Regions from separate parts of the Mus musculus genome. Here all the other regions are linked to region 1. A link is a contact called in public HiCAR-type, HiChIP or PLAC-seq, Micro-C and promoter capture Hi-C data. All regions are on one chromosome and are shown on one strand. Each heading gives the region's core, a stretch centred on a gene start, on an enhancer-like site or on the middle of the called end of the contact. The rest is flanking DNA. Distances are from core to core; before and after follow the strand shown.

Region 1 (3,144 bases), core at 310-2,809:
TGTGGTGGGAGACCCCGGTCCCGCGCCCACCCGCAGCCGAGCCCCGCCCGCCCGAGCAGAGGGAAGTGAGCAGAATGCCACGCTCATTTACACACAAAATGATTTTGTGTCCCATTGTGCTCGCAGTTGTTCAGCTCTCTGGGGGTGATTAAACTGGCTGAGCTGCGGCAGCTTGAGACGATTTCACTAAATCGCTTCTTCGTGAAGTCGCTTCTTTTGCTAAGCTGTTATCTTAACCATAAAAGGTAAACAGAAGGCGCCTCTCCAGTTCCCTTCAGCTCTTACGCCCAGGGCGCTTGCCCGAGGCAGCAGTGCCAGGGGCCTGCAGGACTGTCCAGGGGTGGAACGGGAGGGACGCAGCGGGCCACCTGGTGCGCGCCAGCGGGGCCGCAAAGCCAGCCGGCCGGTGTGAACTTCGGGGCTACAGGATCCGCTGGGCCGAACCTCCGGCCCCGCGGGCGGGGTGGCCAAGGTACCCGAAGGGCCCAGCGAAGAAGGGGTGGGAGTGCGGTGGGGGGCGGAGACAAAGTTAAATCAAGAGGCAGACACTTCAAGACCACAGATGGGAAGCTCGCCTAATTAAGGACGTAAAAGCGCTTTTGTTCTCAAAGTTTATTGTTGCCGGGATTTAAAAAAAATTAATTGAAACTAATGCTGTTATTCACTCGCGCAGTTAAATTCCTTCATGCACATTTGAGACACGGAGTGAAAACTTGAAGGTTTATCTTTCTACAGTCGGGGGCTTCTCGAGGGAGGGTAGAGAGGTGCTACTGTGACGCGAGAGTGGGAGAATGAGGGTGTTCGCATCCAGATGAGGGGGTGCGTGTGGGCAGTGGAAATCTAGAGACCGCGGTCCGGTCTTGGGGCGGCGCGTTCCCCGCCCCACATCCTTCCTGAGCTTGGAACCACCACCAGTGCGTCTAGCATGAGACTCGTAGGGTGGGCGTCAGAGAACGCACATCTGTCCCGTTAGAGACTTTTTTCTTTTCTATAAATTGGGCGCCAACCCGGTCCTGTGAGCCCCGAAAGCCCAGCTGCATGGAGCCGGTTTCAGACTCAGGAAAGTCATCAGCTCTGCAGGGCACTCGAGCCCATACTGGAACCAGAGTGCGGAGGACCTGGACGCATATTCCGCACAGCAGGATGATCAGAGCCCGGCCGAGTGGGGAGGGTCCACCCGCGGCTAGGACCAGCCCACGTGGGCACCCCCCCGCCCCGTGCGCGCCAGGCCTTTGTGCTGGGCGCCCCCACGCCGCCAGCCCCTGCGCTCAGCAGAGGGACAAAGCAGCCGCCCCCCCGCCCCCAGCCTAGGTCCCGGCCCGGGGCCGAGTGACTTTCTCGGAATTGCAGCCACTTTGGGAACCAGGGGTGTGCGGCACTGAGCGGTGGCCGCCCGTGCTGGGCTTACCTCGGAGCCGGAGCAGTGGATCGGGCACCGGCGCAGCCCCCGCCCCCCGCAGCCGCCGGTGTCGGGCGCCCGGCGCAGCCCCGTCGCCTAGCGCTCGATGCGCGCGGGTCGCTCCGGTCTCGTCCTGGAGTTACTTTCTCTCTCGCCCCCAACCCTCCCCCCACCCACCCCTCCCGCCCCGGCCCCCGCTCCGCGCGGCCCCTCGCGGCGCGCCGCGCCGGGGCCTCCCCTCCCCGCCCTCCCCTCGCCTCCTCCCTCTTCGCCGCGGCCGCCGCCGCCTCCTTTTCGCGCAGCTCTCCGGCTGCCCTCCCGCCGCTCCCACCTCTTCTCCTCCCTCTCTCTCCAGCGGCCTCCCCCGATGGCTGGAGGGGAGAAAATAGCCCCCCAAAACCAGCCGGTAGCCTGTGCGCCTCGCCGCGGCCCAGCCCGGATTGCAAAGGGCAGCGATCCGGTTCCAAATTACCCCGGCGCGGCGAGCGCGAGCGGGCGCGCGCGGGCGACTCCTGGCTCGGGGCTCGGCTGCGCCTCGGGGCAGAGGATTAGAGTCGCAATTAGCTCCGCGCGCCCGCGCCTGCCGCGCTCCGCGACAAAAAAAAAATGCACCGTTCCCCACCGCCACCACTTCCTTCCCACCTCGCGATCCCCACCCGTGGGTCCCGGAGCCCCGTGCCTGGGTGCCAGGGGGCTGGACCAGTACCCTTCCGGGAGCGCTGCGCCCGAGCCCCGCGCCCTCTGCGCCCCAGCCCCCCGCCGTCCGGCCACGCGGCGCCCGGGCCTCCTCCGGGCTCGAGGAGGGGGCGGGGGAGAGGCTGATTTTAATCATTGTCATTTCATCTGATGTAATATTTCCCCGGGCGCTTTCAGCTGGGCATAAATTTTCGACTCCCAAATAAGTAACACAGGGCACGTTTCTCACATTTCTCGACTCCTCGGTTACAAAGAGGAGAGAAGCAGCCGCCGCCGCGGCGCCCCGGGGCTGAGGGCGGGACTTGGTGTGGGGAGGGGAGAGAAACTGGGCTGCCAGGCGGCTTACCTCCCTCTCTCCCTCCCTCTCTCCCCGGGTCTCGGCCCCGGCTGCCCCTCTCCCGGGGAGCAGCGCCGGCCGTGACGTCTGCGGACACGCGGTGGCCACCGCGGGGGAGGGGAGCGCGGGGCACCCGGCCCGTCGCCTGCGGCCACTCGCGCCATTTCCTGGACGAGCGCGGCGCGATGGAGACGGCGGCGGCCAAAGGTCCCTGCGGCGCGGAGGCCTGCACCCAGAATGCCCCTAGCTGCTCCCCCGCTGCCCCTTCCTCCTCCTCCTCCTTCCCTTGCGCCCCGCCCGTCCCTCCTCCTCGACCATTTCTCGGCTCCTAGGAAACGGATCGCGGCCGGTGCGCTTTGCCCAGACTGCGCCCCCGCCTGGTTCCCGGGACTCCCGGGCCAAAGGCAGGCTTTCGGCTAGGAAGGCGGGTGCGCTTCGGCCGGGAGCAGCGGCGCGGGCCCCCCTTTACAGACTCCGGCCGGGCCTGGGCGCCCTCTACTGGCCAAACTCCTGGGGGTGCTCTCGAGGCCAGACGGGAACACTGGAGAAAGATAATGGGGGTGGGGGCTTGGGGAGAGGACCCAGTCTCCCCTTATTCAGGGGACCTCTAGTGCGGAGAGAGCATCCGTCCGCGCGTCTGTAACTTCACGCGGGAATAAGAAACTTTCCTCCTGAGGGAGTTATTTATTTATTTATTTATTATCTCAAACTA
Region 2 (3,144 bases), core at 449-2,948, 680 kb after region 1:
GTGAACCATCACGTCCCGTCCGTTGGCAGGACCTTTCTTAGACTGAAGTAGCCCTTTTCTCATGACCTGGTGAATTTATTTATATATTTATTTATTTTTTAACTTTTTAACGTATGTTAAGCTGTTGCTTTTGTTTATTTTCAAGAACTTATTTTAAACCTCTCGAACCGTCTAAATATATATTTATTTACTTTCGATGTTTTTACATTTATTTATTTTGTGTGTTTGCTGGGGGGTTGGAGGGGGAATGCATGTGCCATGGCGCACGTGTGAGGTCAGAGAACCTGTGGAAGTTCTTTTTTGCACCTTCTACCCTATGGGTTCCAGGGAATGGAACTCAGGTTGTCAGGCTGAGCGGCAAGCACTTTTATCCTCTGAGCCACCTCTGCAGCCATACTAACACCATTTTTGTTGTTTGTTTTTGTTTTTCGAGACAAGGATTCTCTGTGTAGCCTTGGCTCTGAGACCCGCTTGTCTCTGCCTCCTGAGTCCTGAAATTAAACGCCCCTGGCCCCTAAAACACTTCTTAAAGAGCATGAAAACGGTTGGTTAGTTTTGAAAGCCGAATCTGAGGTTTACACTGCGACCCACAGACCTCCAAAGGCAGAAGACAAAGGTGTTTTTTGGTGGTGGTGGCGGCGGTGAGGAAGGAGTCTACAGGCTGGGGGCTCTAGGCTCCTGCAGATGTAGCCCGATGTGCTACCAATATCCGACGCCAGTTTACCTACTCTCCAGTAGGAGGTTCCGCGAACCCCGAGCCTAAGGAACCCCCTGCTACTCCTGTACTAACCACATCGATACCTATAACACGAGACCAGCCAGAGAAAAAATCACTTGGGCTTGAGAACTGAGAAAACCGAGTTTGGGAACTCTGGCATCCTTAAAGACACCTGCAGAATTCCTGTGCACAAAGCCTGCTCAGTAGGTGGCCCCCTCTCCCGACGACTTCTGCTACCCAAGCGCTCGGAGGCCTCCTCTCCTGCAAACAGCTTTCCGTCCTTCCTGGCCAGAGCCTTTAAAAGCTTCCGAGCAGCGAATGAACTGGTCATGAATGTCCGCGTCCCTGAGTGGGAAAGCAAACGTATTTAGTTCTCTGCATTTACTATTCCTAGGGCTCCAGAGAAAGGGCGAATTTGGGTTTCGCTACGTTTGCTGAAACCCCGATCCCGCTGGCTGCGCCACCTTAACGCTCACAAGGTAGTGAGCTGTGAACAACACTCAGATTAAGATCGAAGGCTCAGCAAGAGCTCCATTCTAGACTCGCGGCAGACAGCACTTAACACTTGCATGGGGCAGGGGCGCGGTCTATACAATCAAGGGCAGGGCTTCAGGGCTCTGGCTTCAGCCTCGGGCGGGGCTGGAGGAGGACCGTGCGTGTTGTGGGCGGGGCCTTAGTTGAGCGGGGCGAGGCTACAGAGTTAGGTATCCGCCTCCGGTAGGACTGGATGGTGGAGGGGCGGGGCCTAGGCGAGATGGGGCGTGGCTCCAGAGATCAGGGGTGGGGCTCACTCTGGGATGCAGGAGGACTGCAAATGCGGGGGGCGGAACTGTAGGGCTTGGGATTCGCCTCTTGGGAGGCTGAAGGCGGGGCCTAGGTGGCAGAACTGAGTTCCAGGCTCGGGATCTGCCTAGGTCCAGGTCTTGCTAAGAGGGGCGGAGCTCCAGATATCTGGCGCTCTAGGGCTCGGGCGGGGCGGCAGGGCGGCTGGCTGGTCGGGGCGGGAGCGGGGGCGGGTCCCGGCGCCTCCTGGGGCCCTTAGTAGCCACTGCACCTCAGTTCACCCTGGACTCCCGCGCTGCCAGCATGACCGATACGCTGCTACCCGCGGCTCCCCAGCCGCTGGAGAAAGAGGGTGACGACTACTTTCGAAAGGTGAGTGGCGAGTCAACAGACCCTCTCTCTCTGTCCTGGCAAACTGCGGAGCGTGCTGAAGGGGCTTGAGGCGGGGGTCGGCTTGGACTGGAGGGGGAGGGGAAGGAGAAGGGAGAGACCCGCAGAGTTGGTGCGGGCCGAAGGGCGGAGAAGGGGGGTCGAAAGGGGATTGATTGCGCGGGGCTTGGAGCCCCGAGCAGATGGCAGCCGGGCTGGGGCGTGCAGGTGCACAGGCAAGCCACACGCAGGTGGGAACCTGGGGAGGTGATCCGGATGGCCCTGCCAGGCTTCTCGCGCTGGTGGGGAAAGGACCAGCTCCTGGCCACGCTGGCGAGCTCGGTCGGTCCCTCTGCACTTATACCGCAGCTCAGTTTCCACCCGAGCGCTTAGCCATGGTGCATCTGGAGGGCGAGTTTTGCTCTTTTGCCTCCCAAGTGCTTTCAGCGTTGGCCCCCTTCGACTTCTTGGTAAGGGAGAGTGGATGCTGCAAGGGGACCTCGGGCGTGCCCCTTCGTTTGTCCTCGCCCAAGAGAGCCAGAGAACCGGAGTCTCACTCTTCCAAAGTGGATTTATCTGTATTTGGTTGTCCGAGAGACCGAGAGGGCGAGACTGGACTCTGCGCGCTTGGCACGTCTTGGCGCTCCTGGGCAATTAATGCGACTGCCTTTCGCCCTGGAACTCAGTTCCTCAAAAGCGACCCCATTAGGCGCCCACAGCGGTGCTGGGATTGCCCAACAGCTGCTGGCTTTCAAAGGCACTTTAGAGGTGCGAATCACTGTGACAGACTCCTCACCTTCCTCTTGGGTCCCTAGAGAGTCTAAAAATAGCTTTTGGACTTTGGCCAAGGATCACCTGGTGGGTTGAGAGATTGTCGTGGATATTTTTCTAACTGATACGATCGAAGGCGCAGCGAGCAGTCATGAATAGGGAAGTGAAACTGCTTCCCACAGAGCAATCAATTCTTAATTGTTCGTAAATGGGCTTGGCAGCTTCCTTCTCCCGCGGGACTCTGGCATCTTAAAGAACTTTTGCTCACACGTGAAGTAGTAATAGAAAAGAGGGAAATCTGGAGACAGGTGGGGACAGTGGGCAATTTTTAAAGTTCCTTTTGGCATTTAAAAAAGTTTTAAAGTATATTTAAGTTGAAAGATGTCATCATGGAATTACAGGATTATAACTTCTAATTATGTGTGGCATTTGGGCCAGAGGATCACAGGCCAGAATTGCAGGAGGTTGCTTGGCCTGGGAATCTCAAGATGTCCAACCTAAGG
Region 3 (3,144 bases), core at 204-2,703, 650 kb after region 1:
GAAATCCGCCTGCCTCTGCCTCCCGAGTGCTGGGATTAAAGGAGTGCGCCACCACGCCCGGCTCAGGCCTTCATTTTTTAAAATATATTTTTATCTTGTTAATGAGTATGTCTGTTGGGTAAGTGAATGTGCACATGTGTGGAGGTGCCTGCAGAGGCCAGATGAGGACATGAACCCTTTGGGGCTGGAGTTACAGGTATTTCTGTACTGGGATCCAAACCACTCCTCAATATTAAGCAGTTAGTGCTCTTAACCACTGAGCCATCTCTCCAGCTCCTGCCCCGACTTTTTTTTTTTTTTTTTTTAAAGAATTATTTATTTTGTGTATGTGAGTATGCTGTAGCTGTCAGACACACCAGAAGAGGGCATCAGATCCCATTATAGATGGTTGTGAGCCACCACGTGGTTGCTGGGAATTGAACTCAGGACCTCTGGAAGAGCAGTCAGTGCTTTTAACTGCTGAGTCATCTCTCCAGCCTGCCAACTTACTTCTTTTTTTTTTTATTATTTTTTATTAGATATTTTCTTCATTTACATTTCAAATGCTATCCCCAAAGTCCCCTATACCGCCCCCCTCCCCTGCTCCCCTACCCACCCACTCCCGCTTCTTGGCCCTGGCATTCCCCTGTACTGGGTCATATAAAGTTTGCAAGACCAAGGGGCCTGTCCTATAACACCCAGTTTTCTTCTAAAAAAAAAAAAAGAGTATTCATAGAGAAATACCAGATTAGTTAATGATATTATAAATATTAAAGAACATATAAATATTAAAATAAACACTATAAGCACCAAACAAGCAATATAATTTTAATGGAAAGGTTTTCTTACTTTCTTTGAAGATAAAGGTTTAGAAGCCAAGGAAAATCCTTCCAAAATTTTGCCAACATATCGAAGATCTCTCTCGGGTTCTACAAAATGACATCACTGATTAATTCCAGAAGCTGAGGTGATTAAGGGAGGCAAGAGGCTTCTTATTTTCCAGAGCATAAACAGCGCCCTGGGTAAGGTCACTGGGAAGGAGCATTTGGGGACCGAGTGGCATTCAAACTCTCACCCCTTTGTTGACACAGTGAGGCTCAGCCCAAACTGCCCTCCACTGCCCGGCCGCCCAGACAGCTGCCTTGGCCTCCCGAGACAAGCACCCAACACTGTCTTCCAAGCAAGGACCTCAGCAAAACAGCTTCTACACAGACCACCGCCATGATGTGTCACCTCGTCAGGACTCTGACTAGAAACATCTAAAAACTTGATCTAAAATGGCCCCATAAAGCTGTCCTCTCCCTCCCCGCCAAAGCACCCTCGGTGGCTATTATTTGGAGTGAAAGTTCTCAAGAAAAGCCAGCTAGAGTGTCAAAAGAAAGATCCCAACTGCAAGGGTCAGTTCTTGCGCAGTGCCCCAGGGTGGCTGTGTCCCAGTTTCCTTAGCAACAGCCCAAATAAGGCTCCTAGGCAACACAACCAGGTCAGCTGTGAACTCACGGGGACAAACTGTTATGGCAAACAAAAACATTAACAGTAGATAGATAAGCCCACAAACTAAGGAAACTGGGTGACCAACGCCTCTGACTTGAACAGGGGATGGTTCTCTGACTGCAGACGCAAGCCTGTGACAGAGGCCCTTCGATTCGCAGGAGGACTTTCTACAGAGTGGGTACACAGAAGATTCATTCCAGCCTCAGTAACTGCTGGAAGGAAAAAAAAAAATCTAAAAGTCAGTTGCAGAGATTGGTGAAATGACATGTTCACTCAGTCAGAAGAAAATATGTGCAGTGAGTGTGTGCAAATTAAAAAAGAGACAAAAATATCCCAAACTCATCAACAGAGCAGAGGCACTATTCTCAGGAAAGGAGAAAGATTTGTCTCAGAAAGAAAGCAGACTAGAGTATATGTAAACTACTAACTACTGTAAGATGTTAATAATTTAGCTAACTTAAATATTGGTTACTGATATAATTAAGATAACTATTATTAATTTCATCCTTCCATTAGTGTCTACAGTATGCTCATAGTAATTAGTACTTTATATTATTATATAATTATCATGCAACATATTGTCAACGGTATCGATACATTAGGTATATAACATATACAATAACATTTCTAATTTATTACATGTGAAATTGTATATGGTTTGGGCATTGGGGGTACTGTGACAGAAGCTAGGGCACTGTGCTGACTGACTGTATTAGACAGTCCCGATTCTCCACCCGGTAGTCCCCTGCACCATTTCTAGAAATCAAGACTGCAATAGCAGTTTAACCAAAGGACCTGAGTCACCACAGAGTCTATCTGGAGATTTAAGTTATGTTGAAAGACACCAATATTTATAATAATCACATCTGTAATTCTAGTACCTGGGAGGTAGAGGCAGACAAAGCACAACTTTGAGACTAGCCTGGGCTCTACAGTTAAACCTTAACTCCAAAAAAAGAAAAAAGGTTAGGTGAACAACCATGTTTGATTGCACACAAGAGCCTATTGAGGCCTCAGGGGTAGGAGGCAGGTTAGCTGAGTTCTGTTGTGCTACAGGCTGTTGGCACTGTCACCTGTCCCCAAACCTGGTCTTCTAGCCTGCTGTTTAAATTGGCTCAATCTTCCAGTTCCCTGAACTCTGAGCCCCCACTGCTGTCTGACCACAGCATGGCACCAGGCCACAGTCACTCCCCTCCTGGCCCCAAGCCTCTCCAGCTCCCTAGTACATCCCATCTTCACTTCTGCCTCAAACCCTATTTCTTCCTTATGTCCTATACACTGCAAGGCAGGCCTCAAACTCACAGCAGTCCTCCTGCCTCAGCTGTCCAAGTGCTAGAATTATAAGAACAAGCCATTATATCAGTTTATATTGTTTCTTACCCTGCATATTTTTTGGTTATCTCTTTTTTTGTTTGATGTTTATAGGTATTTTGCCTAAATGTATGTATATGTACCATGTGTATGCCTGAGGCCTATAAAGGCCAGAGGGGGCAGGAGATGCCCTGCAACTGAAGTTACAGATGGTTGTGAGCCACCATGTGGGTTCTGGGAACCAAACCCAGGTCCTTACAAGAGCATCCAGTAGCTTTAACCACTGAACAATTTCTCAGCCCCACATCCTGCATCATGGATAACCCTCTCCTCTACAGAGCCTGTGCCCCCTTCTTCCCA
Region 4 (3,144 bases), core at 228-2,727, 620 kb after region 1:
TGGGCAGCCAGAAGAGGGCACTGGATGCAGAGTTACAAGTGGTTGTGGGCCACCCAACATGCATGCTGGGCAACGGATCCAGGTCCTCCCAGAGTAAGAGTGTGTGTTCCTAACGGCTGAGCAGTCAAGCTGCTCTTAAAGCCTTTGTGAAAATTCAAGAAGAAAATTCACCAATCTGTGGAAGGGGTGGGTAAGATGGCTCAACTGGTGAAGGTGTTTACTGCCAAGACTAGTGACCTGAGTTCAGTCCCTAGGACCCACATCGTAAAGGAGAGCCCCAACTTAAATTGTCCTCTAAATTCCAGACTTCCCCTAACCCACAGCAAGTGCCAGTGGTATCTGCCTGTAATGAACCCCTGCACTGAAGAGGTAGACAGCGAACCCCTGGGGCTGGCCGGCCACCCAACCCAACCTACCTGGTGAGCTAGTGAGCCCCAGGTCCCAGCGAGTGACCTTGTCTCAAAACCAAACAAATAAAAACACCCGGGTAGGTCGTACTGTGGGGGCTCAAGCCTTTAATCCCAGCATTTAGCATTTGGGAGGCAGAGGCAGGCAGATCTCTGTGAGTTCAAGGCCAGCCTGGTTGGTTCACAGAGTAAGTTCCAGGAAAACCAGGGCTACACAGAGAAACTTTGTGTTGTAAACAAACAAACAAGAAACACCAAGGTAGGGAGTGAGGCCAGAGATGAAGCCAGTGTGCGTCTGACCCCCATCACCAGGACCCACGAGGTGGAAAGAGAACCTGCTCCCCAAAAATTATTCACGCACACATCCCCACTCCAGGAATGCTAGTATACATGACATACACATACAAAGATGAGAGAATAAGCTTTTGAAGCACATTTTCTGGGAAATTTAGTTATTTACACACAAAAAAACAAACAGACTTCTACCACATATAGAAACAAAGTCAAAATGGATCAAAAGCTGTTGGGCTGGAGAGATGGCTCAATGGTTAGGAGCTCTGACTGCTCTTCCAGAAGTCCCGAGTTCAATTCCCAGGAACCACATGGTGGTTCACAACCATCTGTAATGGGATCCAATGCCCTCTTCTGGTGTGTCTGAAGACAGCTACAGTGTACTCATATACATAAAATAAATAAGATCTTTTTTAAAATTATATTTTTTAAAAAGCGCTTAAATGTTGAGTATTGAAACTCTAAGACTCGGAGGAAAGCAAAAGTGTAAATATCCCCTCTCTTCCCTTGGTGGTTTCTTAGATCTGACACCAAAAGACAACAGCAAGAATAGATAAATGCCATCACAATTAAAATCATGTGTGCCTGTGTCCTCAGCAAAGGGGAAACGACAGTAAGAAGATGGAAAGTCGCCACGAGGGAGGGAAAAGGACAGTCAGGGCGAGACAGCGAAGGCAGTTCACTTTCTGAACCTGCTTTATCAGTGTGACTGTTTCTACTTGGAGAAGAATCTATGTGATCGCCCAGGATCAAGAGAGGTCTGCGGCAGAGTATAGCGCCCTCTGCATTTCAAACAAGCTCCCTGGCGTGGTGGAACCAGTGCCCGGACCCCACTTCCGCCAGTTGTAAAGACAGAGCTTCGAAACACTTCCCAAGGAAGCCTCTAAATCTCCTATGAACGGTATGTAGTGACTCTCCATCCCGGGGATGGCGGGACGGACGGGTAAACCGTGACTGATCTTCACAGATGAGCCAAGGCTGCTGTTACTGTTCCCTTCCCGAAAGACAGACTCCATGTTTGGAGAGAGGAGCCAAGTGACCAGTGTTGTGGATTTGGTTTAGCACGTGCTGTATGAGTTCCCAAAATTGCACGAGAATTCTGCATGGGCGACCCAGAGGGTCCCTACCCCCAGCTGGTTCTGATTGGCAAATAAAGTTGCCGACAGCCAATGGCTGGGCGGGGAGATAGAGGCGGGACTTTAGGATCCTAGGGCAAGAGGGCCACAGAGGAAGAGGCCGAACTGCTGCTGTGCAGGAGAAGCAGAAGGACCAGGCTTAAGAGCTGAGAATGGGAAAGCATACACTCGTGTAAGGGCCAGAGATGAACGGCCCTGGGGTTGGGGTGGGGGTGGGGGGATTGGGTCTAGGGTACAAAGATGGATATAGATTTTAGCAAGTAATTATTCAGGAATATCGGAGGGGAGGCAATGTGGAAGTTTGTGAGTGTTCCATTCAGCTGATAAAGGCACATAAAATAAAAGGATGAGTGCGTTTCATTTGAGAACTGAACTGGGGCAGCTAGCAAAGGACTTGAGCAGCCATTGCCAGGATTACTCAACTACAGCGCCACACCAGTGTTGCCCCTTTTTGCTTCCTATAGCGCTATGGGCAGAAACAACATTTCCTCCCAACTGAGGCCAAGTGAAATGCATATGCGTGTGCCTTATAAGTTTATGTCACAATTAGAAGAGTCCGAACACCCTCTCTGTTTGCTAGACACACCCCAAGGCCTTGAATGTAAGGGATGAGGCGATCGACCCTTCTTTCACCCACCATCACTCGACAGCAGAGAACACAGGGTTCTCTCTCCAAATTGTTATTCCTATTTTTCTTCTGTGTAATGGAATCCCTGGTTTCTGTCTAGACTTTGGGGGGAAAATAAAAGAATGAAAAGAAAAGACAAACGGAAATAAACTATGTCCAAAATAAAATAAAATAAAATTCCTGGGCATTCTAGTAGCCACCTTTAAAGATTTCCTTTCTATTACATTTAAGGGGGTGTGCGCATATAAGTACGGGTGTCTGTGCAGACCAGAGGCTTCTGTCTCCTGGGGCTGGACTCACAGGCAGTGGGAACCACCTGGCATGGGTGCTGGGATTTGAACTTTGGTCCTCAAGAAGAATGGCACCAGCTCTTAAATGCTAATCCAACTCTCCAGACCCAAGGAGCACCCCTTTAATTGCAACACTCAGGAGGCAGAGGCAGATGCATCTCTGTGAGTTCAAGACCGGCCTGATTCTTACACAGAGTTCCATGTCATTCATGGATACAGAGTGAGACCCTATCTCCAAAACAAATCAATTTAAATCAGTTTAAAAATATCGTGCTGCAAAGGATATCATCAAGAAGTTACATATCTAGCCAGGCATGGCGGCACCCAGCTTTAATCCCAGCACTTGGGAGGCAGAGACAGGCATTTCTCTGTGAGTTTGAGGCCAACTTGGT
Region 5 (3,144 bases), core at 280-2,779, 560 kb after region 1:
GAAGAAATAGGGGTATTCACCCCATCTGCACCCCCAGGGCATTCTGGTTCTGTTAGACCCAGACACGGGCATCTCCTGAGCAAGGAAGCCCTCACCTTTGCCCTGCCCACCTGGGAAACACAATAGCCAGGACCCAGACACAGTGACCACTAGCAGCAGGTGAAGCAGGAACTCAGGGCATATAAGCCACTGCTTAGATTAGCTCACATAGCCTGTGCAGTAGTCCTCTCCTGGACACTCACCCTTCTCTATTCCTGGAGGCCAGATGAGAGTTACAGTTTAAAAAGAAAGAGCTGCCCCACACCCCTCACAACTTTGTCACTTCAGTGGTTTTAGGGAGCCTGTCACATTCCTAGGCCCTCAACAGTGATATCACTGGGTGTCCCCTAATGACCCAGCTCTTCTAAGGGCCTCCCTCCTTCATCAAGGTAAATAAAGAACCATGTGGGTTGGGGATTTAACTCCTTCCTTCCCCTCTCCTGCAATGGGCTCTGGGAAAGTGGACAGAAATTTTTCCTGGTCAGGGAAGGAGCCTTCTAACCTAGGTTCCAGTCCTGGCGGGTTCTTGGCCCTCCCCGGAACAGACTCAGACCCCCCCCCCCAACCCCCATCAGGGATGAACCGACCTATGACCATCTGGGTCTGGGAAGACACAATGGGAAAATGAGTTCTCACATCTGCCTCCCTCCCCCCCGCCACAAGCCCCCATGCTGAGTCCCCATCTTTTGGCTAGCTCCCAGGCCTGTCCAGGACTCCAGGCAGGAAAGGGTTCCTTCTTTAGGGAGCAGTAGTCCAGGCCTTTGTCCACAGCTCTGGAAGCCAGAGCACCACTCAGGCAGGCCGGGCTGGAAAGCATCAGGAAGACCCCAGCCTCTCCCAGGAACCCAAGGCCAGCGTTCTCGTCCCCCAGCTCCGGGCCTGGGGTTCTGCTGTGGTGGGAGGCTCCCTCCTCGGCAGCCCAAGGGTGCCTGGGCGCGGAAGCCATCGCAGTGCAGGCTCCAAGCCCTCCCATCCCGCCCGGCCCCTCGCGGCCCACTCACCCAGGCAGACGACTGCGAGCGGCGCCCTGGCGCCCGGCGCCCCCTCCGGCCCCGCGGCCGCGCGCTTCTCCATGCCGGGGCGGGCCGCGCGCGGACGCCTGCTGCCCTGCGGCCGGGGCTCCGCCTGGGGCTAGGGCTGGCGCGGCGGCTGCGGCCCGGGTGCGGGCGGCGGCTGCGGCGGCGTCTTTGTGCGGCGGCGGTGCAGGCCCGCAACGCGCGGGGCCACATCGGCCGCGGCGTCACGGGCCCCGCGGGGGCTCAGCGGCGGTCGCCAGGGAAGACCCTCGCCCGCCGCTGTCCCGGAGCCCCGGCCGGCGCGCCCAGCCCGGCCTGCGCACCGAGACCTCCGGCGCGCCCATGCCCCGGCGCGCCCTGCCCGTCGGTCCCCGGGCCGCCCGCGCTGCGCCGCACGGTGCCTACGAGGGTGCGTCGCTCGGTCCGTCCGTCCTCCCGGCCGGCCCCTCGCCTAAGCCCGGAGCCGGGAGGCCGCGCCGCGCTAGCCACGTGACGCGCCCGCCGAGCCGCAGTGGCGCTGACAGGGCGGGCGGAGGAGGCTGGGGCGGGCCGGGGGGCGCACGCCCCGCCTCGGGGTGCTGGACAGCTCCACGCACGCGGCTCCGACCGGAACCCGCTAGCTCTGAACCTTGGCTCAGCGATTAGGGCTGGCATTGCGCCTATGGTCCGGGGAAGCGCTCGCCTTCGCCCTTTGATCCCAAGATCTGGTCTCTTTCCCGAAGCCAGGCGACTGTGCTGGGGAAGAGAGGGAGACTGAGGTGGGATGGCGTGGAAAGGGCTGATGGGGGCCAAGACAATGAGTCGAGGCCCAAGGTTGGGACCTGACTTCTTCCTAATGCAATGCGTTCCTGGCTGATTTGCTTTGGGAATTCTCTCCTCCTGCTGGCCCTCTGTCCTTCTCATTTACCTCATCCTGTCTCTAAAGTGGCTCCCTTGTAAAAAGTGAGGCCTGTGTGGAGACATTGATGAGAACCCTGAGAGGACTTTGGACACCCAGTTGTGCCCCTGACCAGCTCAGTTACCCCCTCATCCTCTAGGGAACCGCGATGATGTATGCTTTTTAAGCGTGTGGTTGTAGTCTGGAGACAACCTGTCAACCAAGGGTTTGAATCCAGGAGAGGCAAAAACCAGAATGAACTTGGAAGAGGAATTGAGGAGTTGGGGTCAATTGAGGTCAGCTGTTCTTTAAAACTGATGCTAAATCAGAGGTCCCCAAATACCCCCGAGCAAGGAGGCTCCGCAAGCTGGGGTGAGCCTCACCTTCCACACACACACCCATGGTCTTTAGCTTTTGTGCGTGCCCTCACAAGCACTGCCACTCATTAAGATTATGAAGGCTGAGGGAAACAACGGTCCATTAGTGAAAGCTGTGGACACAGGAATTCGTTAACTTCATTTTCACTGTACAGGAACCAAAAGTGTTTCTTTGGGGGAACTCTGAGTCTTTCTGTGCTTTCTTGTTCTCCTTCTAAGCCTTTTGTGATTATGCCAGAGTAGATTTTCCCAGTAAGTATTAAAGGGTTTTTAAAATCGGGTAATGAGGGGGCGGCGGTTGGACAGGTAGCTTAGTGGTTAAAAGTTCTTGCTGATCTTCCAGGGGACCTGAGTTCGGTTCCTGCACCCACGTTGGTTTACACTTCCGATTCCAGGGTGTCTGACAGCCTTTTCGGGCCTCCTCGGGCACCAGGCACATGTATAGCTCACATAGACACATGCAAGCAAAATACTTGGTGGCACATGCAAGCATCACACATAACATTGCAATTGCAAATAGCCCATAATCCAGAAGAGGAATTTTTGAGTTTATGACCAGACCTGTACCACCATGACCCCAGAAAGAAAGGAAGAAAGAAACAAGCAGAATGGCATGGATTCTCTCTCTCTCTCTCTCTCTCTCTCTCTCTCTCTCTCTCTCTTTCTGTGTGTGTGTGTGTGTGCCAGCTACATATACATACACACACATATACACATGTGTGTATATGTATACATCTATATCCATATATAACACATGTATACACACATATATACATATACATACATATTATCTAAGCCAAGAATTCCATTTCTGGGTACATATTTGGAGTTTAAA
Region 6 (3,144 bases), core at 173-2,672, 530 kb after region 1:
TCTCCCCTATCCCAGCCCACCCCAGCCTGACCCAGCACCGCACGAGGTTCCTTTAAGAGAGTCTTGCCACGTTCAGCTTATCGTCTCTGGGGCGGGAGGCAGAGGTCGCCAAGAATGTTGGGCTTCGTCGGGAGTGCGAAGGATGAAGCTCTGCCGAGTGGCTTCCCCCTCCTGGTCCCCCCAGAGTCCTCCCTCTTCTATTTATCAAGTCCCCGCCCCAATTTCGAAGTACCAGGCCCTGGCCAAGACCCCACCTCCGTGCTCCGCCCCCAGCCCAGGCTCTTGGGCTCCTGAACTCGTCCCATCTCGGGTCCTCCCTGCCCTTCCCCAGCAAACTCTGAGGCCGCGATCGGGGGAAGGACCGGTGGCCCCGAGTGGCCTCATCCTCATGCAGGGGACGGCGCGACGCAGCTATCGCCAGCAACACACAAAAGCTGTTCCGCCGTCGGCCACACCGTGCCAGCCTCGCTCCGCCCGCCGCCCCGGTGGCCCCGACGCGGCCCTGCTCCCTCGCACCACCCGCGCATGAATTTGCCCCGCGATCTGGGCTGCACCGCCCAATGGCTTCCGGGAGGAGGCAGGCTTCCCAGGATCCTGGGCCCGATACCTCCTTGCTACCACAATTGTTCTCTTCCCGTCTCTCTGGCACTTCCAGCGGTCTGGTCACCTTGAGCCATGCTAGACGGCCTGGGCCAAAGTCCCAGTCCACTGTGCCCTGACTGACCTGTGTAGAGGAGTCTGCGGTGGGGACCTAAGGCTGGACCCGAAGAGGAATTAGGGGATGCTGAGGCAGGGATAGATTTGATGGTGATGGGGACTGTCCCAAACTCCCAGGATGCCCGGGGCCCCACTGGGGTCTCCTTATCTTCAACTCTTCTCAAGCCTTTTGCCTTCAGAATTGTTTTAAGGACAGTCTCCATTCATCCCAAATGACTCAGTCAGGACCGCCTAGAGGCCAGGGAGCTATCAAAAAGTCTTCATGGAGACCGTGCCACTGTCAGGCTAATTGCCGCTAGGCGGTGGTTTTCAACCTGTGCAATGCCCACCCTTCACAAATGGGGCTTGAGGGATTTAGAAAGTACAGGCTGGGGCATGCAGCACCGCCTACCCCAGCACGTCTTGCTCACACTCCTTGAGCGCAGGGACAGCCTGGTCTTTGAGCTCTTCTCCCCCACCTCACCCAAGTCTGGGTGTAGCCCCTTCGTTCACTCAACTAGGAAGTCCTTTCTAAGTCTGATCCCAGTCCCCTCCTGTCTCCCCTGACTAGGGTTGGGGGTGGGGGGGAAGGGGGAGTTCCCTTTAAGGGCGGTGGGGGAGGGGGCTGCCGGCCGTCCCTCCTTCCGTCCCTCCCTGGATCCAGCCGCCCGGGGGCCCCCGGGGGCCCGGGCCCCGTGCCAGCGCATGCGCCCGCCTGTGGGCGCTGTCCCGGGCTGCGAGGGCCGCGAGCGCACCGACAGACGAACCGACCGACGGAGGACTGGCTGCGGGCCGGACAGACGGGGTAGCGCAGGGAACTGGGATGAGGCGGGACAGCGACATGGCAAGCCACATACAACAGCCAGGCGGGCACGGGAACCCCGGCCCTGCGCCCTCGCCTTCCCCGGGCCCTGGTCCCGGCCCGGGCGCCTCGGAGCGGGTGGCACTCAAGAAAGAGATCGGGCTGGTGAGCGCTTGCACCATCATCATCGGTGAGTAGGGCGTACATAGCGTGGAAGTACTGGGGGAACCCCTTTATGTTCCTCCCTCACGAAGACCATAAGACCACAGGGGCAAAGGAACCCTTCGAGCACCTGCTGCCATAGCTGGAGAATACACTTGACCCCATTCGGAACAGAACCTGGCAAACCAGTCACAAAACTTCTTGCCCTCACCTCCCCAACCTCTCTGAAAATTTGCGCCTGGAAGGGGGTGGGGGTTCGGGTGGGGGCTTTCCTTGCTGCAACCCTCCCCTGGCCTTCACTCAGCTGAGGGGCTTTACCAAGGCAAGTCCCCTGTTCCCACCTAGGAAACGGAAATAATTGCTAGGCCTGGCTTGAGTGGCAAGTTCTGGGCTGCAGGGCAGCCTGTGTGCATCCCTACTGTGTGCCAGATTCAAGTGCCAGGGAAGTGAAGCCATCTGTTCTTGGAAAGCAGGAAGGTAAATGGCCGGGTAGAGTCTAAAGCAAGGGTTAAAGGCCACGAAGCTGACCTTCCTGGCAGAGGTGGCCACAGAATCCGAGGAGAGGTAGCGAAGTAGCCAGGAGCAGACCAAGCCTCCAGGAGAGCACCCACTCAGCCCTGGGATCCAAGTGAGCACTCTCGTGATCTGGTGGCATCTGAATGGGTGCTCTCATGGCCTGGCCCCTCTCGCTCTTCCTACAGATGGTGCTTTTTGCATAGGTAGAATGCCCCGGGGACAGGGTTGGGCAGCAACCCCACCTCTGTCTGTCCCTTGACTCCTGAAGGAGAACTGGACTAGACCTCTTGGGCGGGGCCTTTTCTGATTCCCTGTGCCCAGGAGTTGGGGGTCTAAAAGAGCAGTAATTGGGGTCTTGATTGTCCCCTTTCCCAGCCAGTAGGAAGTGGCACACAGTAGGGATGCAGCCAAATAGCTCTCTTTCTGCCCTTTGACCCCTGGAGATAGAGAAAGGCTGAAGTGTGTGTGTGTGTGTGTGTGTGTGTGTGTGATCTTTACCTTCTGCTCTGTGCCCTTCCATGAGAAACTCCAGCTGGAGAGATGTAGTGTCTCTTGGGTATCCCCTGCACTCCTACCCAGAGTCACCCCTGAACCCAGCTCCAGAGAATTCCACCACCTGCCTTCTTCCTTCTAGAATGCTTATCTCCCAGGGACTGGTCCTGATGTCCCTCCAGCCCCCCTGACTGTCTGATAATAGAAAGGACCGAGCCTGTGGGCCAGGCCAGAGCAGTGGTTAGAGCTTTGCCTTCAGCCAACACCATTTTCAGGGTACTGTACCTCCTCCCCGCAAAAGGGAAGCCTACTTATCACTTGGGTCACTGGTGGGGCTGGCTATGGTGCCAGAGAGGTTCAGAGATGGTGGAGAGGAGAGCCTAGCATCAGAGGCTGCCAGGCTGCCAGCCATCTGCAAGAGGATGGGAATGGTGGTGTAGGGGAGAGATGAACACCCAGTCCACCATTTTGCTCCT
Region 7 (3,144 bases), core at 190-2,689, 520 kb before region 1:
TGTAGCCTCACACAGTTCCACCTACAGCCTCTACCAGCACTGAAGTCTCAGTCACACAGGTTCAGGGGTACCCGGGGAACCCCATCTTTCTGCCCCTATCCATGCCTCAGTTGGAAGGGGAGACGCTTCCGTTCTGCTCTTCATCAAACTTTATTAGGGGCAATACTAGGGATGAAGAAGAATGCCCAGCAAAGGAGCTTAAGAATGGGTCAGCAGTAAGAGCTTGGTGCTCTTGCAGAAGACTCAACTTCTCAACGGAGAAGACTCAGTTCCCAATACTGCTCACAACCAGACTCCAGTTCCAGGAATCTGACACCTTCTGACCTCCCGAGGTACTTTCAATATACACCTAACTGAATCTTTTGCAGAGTCCATATGTCTCTACTCCTAGAACTTCAGAGTCGGGGGCAGGAAGACAGGCCAGTCTAAGCTACAGAGTGAAACCTTGTCTCTAAGTAAATAATCATTTTTTTAAGTGTCCAGAAAACAGGTTAGGCTGTCAATCAGCCTGATTTTGTCTGGATCCCACCCCTCACCCACCCCCACCCCACCCCCGCCTCAAGTCAGGAAGCGCCGGGCATCTCCGCATCCGTGGCTGGAGAACAGCCCTTACCAGAACCCCGGGACCCCCGACCCAGACCCTGGCCCGCGCACGCTCACCAAAGTAGTCTCGCGCCGTGCGCGCCTCGAGCGCGCGCTCCAGTTCCCGCGTGAGCGCCTCCAGCCGCCGCTCGGCCGCACTCGGGCCGCCCTCCCGGCCCGGGGGCAGCGGCAGCGACGGCAACGGGAAGGGGAACTGGGCAGGCTCCGGAGAGCGGGCGGGCGCCGGGCCGACGCCGGGCGGCAGCAGGTCTGCACAGGCGCCCGCTGAGCCACGGGAACCCAGGCTGGACACGCTGGAGCGCGCGCTGCCCCCCGACGGCGGCCCGGGGCCGGGGCCGTGGCGCTGGTCATAGCCCAGGCTGATACCGCTCGAGCGCGCGCTGCCGCCGTCCGAGCCCGCGAGGCTGGCGCGCGGGCCTCGCTCGGGGCGGCTCGGGACGTCGGGCGCGGCCTCGGGGCCGCCGCAGCCACCCTTGCCTCGGCGGCCCGACGCTGGCGCCGCCTCGTCCACGGCCCTCGGCCCGCGCCGCACGCGCCCTGGGGAGCCGGCGGTCGGCTCCGACTCGCGCAGGCCCAGCCCGGCCAGGAGCAGAGCCGCGTCGTCCGCGGCCGTCCGCGAGCGCTGCATGGCCGTCGGCCCGCCGCGGCGCGTCACCTCCGCCTCCGCCGCCCGCCGCCGCCGCTCCGGCAGCGCCGCCGCATCGTCCGCCGGCCCGCAGCCCGCCCCGGGACCCCTGGGCGCGGGGCGGGGCGGGGCCCGGGTCGCGGTCGCTCGGCGTGGGCCGCACTCTCGCGCGGGGCCGTGGCGGGGAGGGAGGGAGGAACGGAGGCGCGCGGCGGAGGAATGCGCGCGCAGCTCGGGGCCGCGCCCCCTCCGCTTCGAGACCGCGCGCAGGGGGCGGGGGGACGGAGGGACTCCTTTGCCCCGTCAGGAATGTGAGGAAGGAGACTGCGCAGCGGCCTCTGGAATGTGGGGGGGGGCGGCGACGGCCCGGCCGAGGGGTGCGCAGACTTCGCGAGGACGCGGGCGGGACAGCGGTGGCCCAGGCTCTGGTCCACCCCGAGGCCTCAGGGCACATTCCAGATTCCCCCCCCACCCCCAGGCTGAGCCCCGAGCCCACATCCTCCCTCCCCATATTCCTCCCTGGCCCTCTGCTAAAGGAACACAGCCTGATGCTGCCTGCTTTGTGCCACATGGATGTGACACCAACGTGGGAATTCTGGCAGTTTCAAAACACAGTGTAAGGATTCTAGCAAAGTCTAGGTATAACCGTCCCAATTACACATTCTGGGACTTAGAAAAGAATCACGGGATGAGTTCCGGGACCCATTGTAAGTGTGACTTCCACCAAAATTCTTTTAGGCTGGAGCCATGGCTCAGAGGTTAGGAGAGTTTGTTGCTCTTGCAGGGGACCCAAATTCAGTTCTCAGCATCCACACGATGGTTCACAACTCTCCTTAACTCCAGTTCGAAGAAATCTGACCACCTCTTCCACTGCTAGGCATGAACGTCGTGCATGATGTACAAGCAAGCAAAACAAGCCTGTTTATCAACTGGCATCCCTACTTTAATTGGAGAGCCATAATGAGTCTAAGGGTTTTTTGTTTGTTTGTTTGTTTGTTTGTTTGTTTTTTCCGATGTGAGGGGACTCTCAGAATTATTGTCAATTTAGAACCAGTATCCACTAGGCCTTGGAAAATCCAGTTGTTTCCTTTTCTCCGTGTTAGTTACCCTGGTAGAAGGAAGCAGGCTGAACGTGAGACTCCCATATTGTATCTTACCCCAAACCCACAAACAAACAAAAATCTGTCTTACCCTGCAAGAGCTGTCATGGGAAAGAAAACCAAACCTCATGTGTTGTGTCCCAGTAATCAGGAAAACAGTTTTAAAGGAAAGCCCTTCACTTCCAGACTCCCTTTTCTCAGAGGGGGATGGTAACATGCCCCAGTACCAGGGGAAGGGAGCTTGTTGGCAGCAGACTGACCTACCCAGATGCACAGAAGCCTGGCCTTCACTGTGCAAAGAGCCAGCTGGGACACCTGCTTCCCAGATGGAAGGGAAACTGTAGTGTCTGGCCCATCCCCCCCAACCCGCCCTCCAACCTCCCCACACACACATGCACCTCCTAGGACCTAAGGAATTCCAGCTCTGCCTTATGCACACAAGGTGTGGAAGCAAGTATTTGAGGAACAAATGTCCAGTCAGGAGAGCCACCTCATGGTCCAATGAGAAAGGAGAAACCATTTGACCGGTGATCCCATTTCACTGATCACATTTATCAGCCATTTAAAAGTGAAAATGTTGGGGGCCAGTGAAAAGCCTCCAGAAGGTAAAAACCACTTGTATACATATACCTAATGCCTTATTTAGTTCAATCCTCAGAACCCACAGTAGAAGGAGAGAACCAGGTCCTTAAAGTTGTCTTCTGACCGCCGCCACATACACACAAATCAGGGCTGGTTGATATGCCTGACCACCCACATTACATTCCCTGGACCCACACACACCAGGAGTAGACTGCAAAGTTCTTCTCAGACTTC

Evidence for each region. Promoter capture Hi-C pulls out the DNA fragments that hold promoters and counts their contacts. A called contact is a pair of places that touch in the nucleus more often than the background predicts. HiCAR-type assays count read pairs that join an accessible place to other places. HiChIP or PLAC-seq counts read pairs in DNA pulled down with a chosen protein or histone mark.
Region 2: a contact with region 1 is called in a Micro-C map of embryonic stem cells, with 2.1 times the contacts expected there. The contact joins the promoter of Rhpn2 here to the promoter of Kctd15 in region 1. A contact is called at or near these places in 3 of 39 promoter capture datasets (the 3T3-L1 cell line, hippocampal neurons and liver) and 1 of 484 Hi-C or Micro-C datasets (embryonic stem cells).
Region 3: a contact with region 1 is called in a promoter capture Hi-C map of liver, with 2.1 times the contacts expected there. The contact joins the enhancer-like site here to the promoter of Kctd15 in region 1. A contact is called at or near these places in 3 of 39 promoter capture datasets (the 3T3-L1 cell line, hippocampal neurons and liver).
Region 4: a contact with region 1 is called in an H3K4me3 HiChIP or PLAC-seq map of neural tube, with 6 times the contacts expected there. The contact joins the enhancer-like site here to the promoter of Kctd15 in region 1. A contact is called at or near these places in 9 of 39 promoter capture datasets (the 3T3-L1 cell line, 3T3-L1-derived adipocytes, hippocampal neurons and 4 more), 1 of 15 datasets of contacts at CTCF or cohesin (embryonic stem cells), 6 of 115 datasets of contacts at active chromatin or transcription factors (craniofacial prominence, differentiating embryonic stem cells, embryonic forebrain and 3 more) and 1 of 9 other capture datasets (adipose tissue).
Region 5: an H3K4me3 HiChIP or PLAC-seq map of embryonic forebrain shows a contact between it and region 1, with 2.9 times the contacts expected there. The contact joins the promoter of Lrp3 here to the promoter of Kctd15 in region 1. A contact is called at or near these places in 5 of 39 promoter capture datasets (the 3T3-L1 cell line, the C10 cell line, hippocampal neurons and 2 more), 2 of 115 datasets of contacts at active chromatin or transcription factors (embryonic forebrain and forebrain) and 1 of 9 other capture datasets (liver).
Region 6: a HiCAR-type map of astrocytes shows a contact between it and region 1, with 3 times the contacts expected there. The contact joins the promoter of Slc7a10 here to the promoter of Kctd15 in region 1. A contact is called at or near these places in 13 of 39 promoter capture datasets (the 3T3-L1 cell line, 3T3-L1-derived adipocytes, the C10 cell line and 9 more), 3 of 484 Hi-C or Micro-C datasets (CD4 T cells, CD8 T cells and bone marrow-derived macrophages), 12 of 115 datasets of contacts at active chromatin or transcription factors (astrocytes, bone marrow-derived dendritic cells, embryonic basal ganglia and 8 more) and 2 of 9 other capture datasets (adipose tissue and liver).
Region 7: a contact with region 1 is called in a promoter capture Hi-C map of liver, with 2.1 times the contacts expected there. The contact joins the promoter of Wtip here to the promoter of Kctd15 in region 1. A contact is called at or near these places in 1 of 39 promoter capture datasets (liver) and 2 of 484 Hi-C or Micro-C datasets (embryonic stem cells and uterus).

Annotation. Positions count from the first base shown.
Region 1 is chr7:34,652,839-34,655,982 of GRCm38.p6, forward strand. It overlaps Kctd15 (potassium channel tetramerisation domain containing 15), which reads right to left and starts at 1,560. Exons shown (of 7, transcript NM_001360820.1): 1 at 1,409-1,560.
Region 2 is chr7:35,332,539-35,335,682 of GRCm38.p6, forward strand. Rhpn2 (rhophilin, Rho GTPase binding protein 2) reads left to right here and starts at 1,699. Exons shown (of 15, transcript NM_027897.4): 1 at 1,699-1,873. The coding sequence starts at 1,805.
Region 3 is chr7:35,298,393-35,301,536 of GRCm38.p6, forward strand. It overlaps Gpatch1 (G patch domain containing 1), which reads right to left. Exons shown (of 20, transcript NM_026181.1): 9 at 829-908. Among named protein-coding and RNA genes, the nearest start is that of Gpatch1, 18 kb to the right of the region's middle. Within about 2 kb of position 1,454, at least 24 of the 459 cell types and tissues checked have an H3K27ac peak or open chromatin away from gene starts, as enhancers often do. A contact at or near this core is called in liver, where this site is marked.
Region 4 is chr7:35,268,029-35,271,172 of GRCm38.p6, forward strand. All of the region lies in intron 1 of Wdr88 (WD repeat domain 88), which reads right to left. It also overlaps a transcript of Gpatch1 not described here. Among named protein-coding and RNA genes, the nearest start is that of Wdr88, 6.0 kb to the right of the region's middle. Within about 2 kb of position 1,478, at least 62 of the 459 cell types and tissues checked have an H3K27ac peak or open chromatin away from gene starts, as enhancers often do. A contact at or near this core is called in craniofacial prominence, differentiating embryonic stem cells, embryonic stem cells and 1 more, where this site is marked.
Region 5 is chr7:35,213,816-35,216,959 of GRCm38.p6, forward strand. It overlaps Lrp3 (low density lipoprotein receptor-related protein 3), which reads right to left and starts at 1,530. Exons shown (of 8, transcript NM_001024707.2): 1 at 1,041-1,530. The coding sequence starts at 1,113.
Region 6 is chr7:35,184,963-35,188,106 of GRCm38.p6, forward strand. Slc7a10 (solute carrier family 7 (cationic amino acid transporter, y+ system), member 10) reads left to right here and starts at 1,423. Exons shown (of 11, transcript NM_017394.4): 1 at 1,423-1,688. The coding sequence starts at 1,520.
Region 7 is chr7:34,131,829-34,134,972 of GRCm38.p6, forward strand. It overlaps Wtip (WT1-interacting protein), which reads right to left and starts at 1,440. Exons shown (of 8, transcript NM_207212.2): 1 at 661-1,440. The coding sequence starts at 1,231.